Regions from separate parts of the Mus musculus genome. Here region 2 is linked to region 1. Evidence: chromatin contacts called from public promoter capture Hi-C data. All regions are on one chromosome and are shown on one strand. Each heading gives the region's core, a stretch centred on a gene start, on an enhancer-like site or on the middle of the called end of the contact. The rest is flanking DNA. Distances are from core to core; before and after follow the strand shown.

The links. Promoter capture Hi-C pulls out the DNA fragments that hold promoters and counts their contacts.
Region 2: a promoter capture Hi-C map of cranial neural crest shows a contact between it and region 1. The contact joins the promoter of Pmm2 here to the promoter of Rogdi in region 1.

What each region holds. Positions count from the first base shown.
Region 1 is chr16:5,012,255-5,014,850 of GRCm38.p6, forward strand. It overlaps Rogdi (rogdi homolog), which reads right to left and starts at 1,299. Exons shown (of 11, transcript NM_133185.2): 1 at 1,209-1,299; 2 at 1,049-1,120; 3 at 173-255; 4 at 1-41. The coding sequence starts at 1,253. Glyr1 (glyoxylate reductase 1 homolog (Arabidopsis)) reads right to left here. Exons shown (of 16, transcript NM_001079814.1): 16 at 1,648-2,596.
Region 2 is chr16:8,636,389-8,638,984 of GRCm38.p6, forward strand. It overlaps Pmm2 (phosphomannomutase 2), which reads left to right and starts at 1,319. Exons shown (of 9, transcript NM_016881.3): 1 at 1,319-1,440. The coding sequence starts at 1,387. Tmem186 (transmembrane protein 186) reads right to left here and starts at 1,323. Exons shown (of 2, transcript NM_025708.5): 1 at 1,098-1,323; 2 at 1-4. The coding sequence starts at 1,100.

The DNA of each region.
Region 1 (2,596 bases), core at 49-2,548:
CATCCCCTTGCAGAGTCAGAGTCCCTTTCACCTGGTCTGTGCTGTAACACACACGAGTCAGAGGAGCGCCTGCTACTGCTCCCTCCCCTTGCAGGCTGCCCCACCGTACCCTGGGCATTTCCTCCCCCCAGGTGTACACCCCTTCCAAAGGCTCCTGCCCAACCCAGCTCACCCACAGCTGCCCAGGATGAAGTTCTCCTGCTTGGCAGGGCCCTCGGTGCTGGGGCCTGGGAGAGTGAAGCGGAGAGAGGCCTCCTGTGGAAGACAGCGCAGTCCCAACACCTCACCTCAGTCTGGCCAGTGTTCCATTCCAAGGCCTGGATACTTTGCCAGGTTAGCAGGGGAAGGGACGAGGAGGGCAGGCCTGACCTGGCCCCTCTGCCTCTGCCCTACTAAACCTCCAAGATTTTATGAGCTCAGACCCGTTCATTCCAGTCCTGAGTATATCATGAGCAGCCAGGTGGAACACAGAACAGAGAGGCACAGTGCCTAGAAAGCTGGAGTGCTGTGATATGTGTGGGGAGCAGAGTCCCCGAATCAGACAATCAGTAGTCACAGTAACAGGCTTTGCTAGGTTACTGTCCTAGGCATTCTGTGAGATAGTTTATTTATCTTCACAAACAGACGTGTGAGCCTGGTTAGGGTAAGGGAACAGGCTCAGAAATCCGGGTAACTTGGCTGAGATCACTTCAGAGCTCGGATTATCAGTGTTGTTTTGAGACTGTTTTGTTTGAGACAGTGTTTCACAATGGAGCCTAAGGCTGGCTTCTAACTCATGAACCTCTAGCCTCACTCTTCCGAGTGCTGAAATCACAAGCTTTCACCACTACCCTGCTTGCTCACAGATAAATGTCAGTTTCGAAGATAGTTCACACTCAAGACCTGGTGCCCACTGCTTGTGTAATTACATGCCAGCATGTCTGCGTCTGAACTGTACTCTCAGAAGTGGGTATCTGCACGGGTCACGCTCAGCATCTGCTGTGTGCGATTGGCAGGACCCGGTGGATAGGAAGGATGGCAGGCCGGGCGGGACCAGCGGGAGCGTTACCTTGAGGATGTCCTGCAGCTGTCTCAGCACGGCGTGCACCTCAGCGTGCAGTAACCAGCGAAACTCCTCCTCCTGCGGACAGCGCGGCGTCAAACCCATCCCATCCCCGCCGCCGGTCGGCTGGCCGCCCGCCGCCCCCTGCCCGCCGAGCGCGTCCCACCAGTACTGCCCGCTCCGCGGCGCTCGCAGCCATCGCGGTCGCCATCCTCCTAGCCGCGCACCGTCTCTGAGGTCTGTAGTCAGGAGCTTGGCGCGCAACGCCCGCCCCTTTTTCGCCTCCTCCCGTGACCGATTGGCAAATAGGGCACAAGCTCCGCCCTCAAGCCGGCTACGCCTCAAGCGACTGGCTGTAGCTTCTAGTCCTGGCTGGTGAGTGGCTAGACGGATAGGCCACGCCTCGCCTTCTATCCGCCCGCCTCAATCCCTGTTTTTCAGCAGGGACCCGGGCTTTGGCCACCACTGATTGGTCGGCGGGGCCGTCCATCAAGTTATTCCAGTATTGTCCGGCTAGATGGAGCCCGCCCAGGGTTCCACCGGGAAAGAATCAGGTGAGTTGGCTCCTACCTAGGTCCCCCTAGCATTTGGGTACAATGATACAGTTATGGTACCAAGAAATGTTTTATTTTTTTTTCTTGCAGTAGCTTTGTTAATTGCACAAAATCATGTTTTGTTTTTTTGCCATTTAAACATTATCACACAATCCTATTCTGAAAGACAAATGTTCATTAAAAACAAAGTGAAAATAAAAATTCACAACCGTAATCACCTAGATCTGTCATTTCAAGGAAAAGCGGGAGTAGGGGCTTTCTTACAAGCATTTCCACAGTGTCACATTTTCTCCATAAAAGGAAAGGGTTTCAAAATGAAAGGTGAAATAGCTTAAACAGAAATAGTCATAAAAAGGAACTTTACAGAATTGTCAACAATATTAAGACAACATTGACTAACCGGTTTTCTTACAGCATCTTCCCCACCCCCAGCCCCCAGGACCAAGACAGGCTGTGTCCAGACAGAAACTGTTCAGCATCCCAGTGAATGGACAATTGCACTGAACTCCACAAGCATCCCCTGCCCCGTGCCCATGTCCTGAGATCCTTATCCCAGATGGAAAAGTTAAATCGTGGCTTTGAAAATCCAAACTCATGAGGAGGAAGGCTTCCTCGGGTGATTCCTCTCGTGTGACATTCTAAGCCTCTCTGGTCCCCTCTTCAAGGAGAAATGCTTCAAGTCCCAAAAAACCCAGAACTTGGAACCACTGGCAGAAGTAAGGTTCCTCATCAAAAGCCCAGCCTAGGAAATGCTCATCTAGGAAATGCTTATTATTGGTGTTGATCAGGCTGGGGCTGGGTCAAAAGAGGATGGGACAGAAATATCTCCATGGAAGGAAAAGGGGAAGAGGGACATGCAGGGGACCTGTGTAGAGCAGGCTGAACAGGTAGCCCAGCTCAAGAGCCTGGCGTAATGGAAACAGGAAGGAGCCGCCCATACACTTCACTGCTCCCAAGGCCCTTACGGCCCCTTCCCTTGGGCTGGAATGCAAATCCAAAT
Region 2 (2,596 bases), core at 69-2,568, 3.6 Mb after region 1:
AAGCCTGGAAGAGAGAGGTTCATTTCAGAAGTCACCCATGCTAATCACACAATGAACAAGACAAAGCATCTCCCAGAAGGGCTTCAACCGCTCCTGGAAAGTCACCATGACTTCCAGAGGAAAGTGATAAAGCCAGACACTTAATTTTTTTTTTTTTTTGGTGGAATTCTATTCTAAATAGGTACCTTCTCCCATTTTTACAACTAAACAAACAAAACCCTAGTCGCAGTTAGTGAGATAGCCCATCTAGTACAGGTGCTTGGTACCAAACCGGGTAACTTGAATTTGATCCCTCAGGCCAACACGGTGAAGGAAGAGAAATTACTCACGCAGTACGTCCTGGAGCCCCGTATGCCAAAGCACAAGCATATGCACACAAACTAAACACACAAGATTAAAACAAAACAACAAAAACATTTTTAAGAACCTAAGCCCTCCCCCACCCCACCTCACAGCCCCAAGTACAGGGAAACACGGGCAGTCTGGAGCTCGGACGGGCCCTTCCTCCTAGGCAGGTCTAAATGAACATAGAAAACCTGTCGTTTCAGCTATTCACTAGAGACCGGGCAACAGCGGACTTGAAGGACCGCCCTTCCTTAAGGGGTAAATCAATCGGTGTCAGAACCCCACACAACAAAGCCGTGGGGTACTTATCACAGGACCTCTGCAGTTCTCCGAGTGCCTTGCGCGGCCAGAGAACCTCTTTGTATCATTAACCTGTCTGGGAAGGAAGCAGAGACGTGAGGCACGGAGGCCCTCAACACACTGCCTGTGGTTCTCTGGAGTGAGCAGATTCTGGGCTTTGGAGTCAAGAGGACACTAGCTGTGCATCCTTCTTCACCCTTCCAAAGAAAACCTCAGAATACGCTGAGGGAGACACGGCTCTTAAGCTCTGAACCGGGTGTGTACGTACGAAGTGGCAGCGACGCAGACCGTCCACGTGACCCAAGGGCCCGGGACAAAGCAGGAAAACAGCCCAAGCTAATAGACTCTGGCCTTCCACTGGCCGGTTTCCCGAATGGTCAGCCCAGGCGTCCTGCCTGCCAGTCCTAGACCCGACCGGGGACGGGGAGCGCGTTCCCTCCTGACATTCCTACCATGAGCCCGCCGCCTGCTACAGGACGCACGCTGTACTTGTCACCGGAAAGTTGAAGGGCGCATGCGCGGGCGGTTAAAAACCCGCATGCGCTAATTCAAAAAAAAAAAAAAAAATTACTATGGCTTGGGAACTGTAGTTCAAATTTTGTAACCGCCACCGGTGTTCTGTGAACCATTAGGGAATCTTCCCATGGTGCCTTGGAACTCCAGGGCTCGGAGCGGACCCGGAAGTTCCGGGTAGAGTTCCGGGTAGAGTTCCTGGTGCGGTCGAGGTTTCTGACTGGAGAAATGGCCACTCTCTGTCTCTTCGACATGGATGGGACCCTGACTGCCCCGCGGCAGGTAGGCGGCGCCCGGGAGGCTCGCGGTGGTGGAGCAGAGCCCTTGCTGCCCTAGACCGCGGTAACGACTGTCCGGGAACCAGGAGACGCGAGTCCTGAGCGGGGTCCTGAGTGGGGTGCGCAGGGAGGGGGCCCCCAAAAAACCTTCCGAGTAGGAAACGTGTTCAGAGTCTGAAAGTTCGGGCCTGAGTTTCTTCTCGGGCCCTCGGGGCTGGTGACCTGGCTTGAACTCCAGCCTCGGCCCTCTGACCTGCTGTTTCGCCTCCCCAGCCCTGTCACCTTTGGCTGTCTCTTCTAATATACCAAAGGCAGGTTCTCAGTCGTCTGACCTTCAGCAAATCTTTCTCGGAGCCCTTGAAGCCACTTTAACTGGGGCATTGCCTGTTGCTTGGGATGTTTTGGTGAGGATCACTGAAATTCATGACAGTTCCTCGCCAGATCAGGCCTCAAAAGTGAGCCCCTGCAGCAATGGGGACCCAGGTAGTAATAGGCTGTTTGCTGAAAGGATCAAGGATCCAATGGGACTTTGTTCCGCTAACAGATTTTGCTGTTAGGGCCAAAGATAAGTTTGTGTGGTTTCGTTGTGGTGATGACATTCTTTCTGCCTCCTATACACAAATTCGTGGTTGAGCAGAAATCACTCAAACTTGACACTGGGCTTAAATAGCTTGGGTGTCTCTGCCCCACTCCTTTTAGATTTCGTGGACTGTTCCAGAAGCCCATGTTAAGTGTGTGTAACCTTAGATATGTGAGTCTTATCTTTTTAATTTTTTTATTCCTTTGCAATTACATGTGTACAGTGTATCTGATCATATTCACCCCCAACCTTCCTGTGCTCCCTCTGGGGAACACCTACTCACACATCCCTCTTCCATTTTCATGTCCTTTTTAAAATTCTTATTTTAATACCTCACTAAGTCCAGTTAGTGCTACACACTAACACACCCCAAGTGATGGGCAACATATCACCCATGCTGGAATGTTAACTGACTTGATCTTGTGCAGGGAACCACAGTTGCTGAATTCATGCAGGCAACAGCCATATAATGTCCAGAAGACAGCATTTCATTCGCCACGCTCCTCCCCGTCCTCTGGCTCTTACATTCTTTCTGTCCCCTGAGCCTGGACAGGGTTGATAAAGGGCACTTATTCTTAGC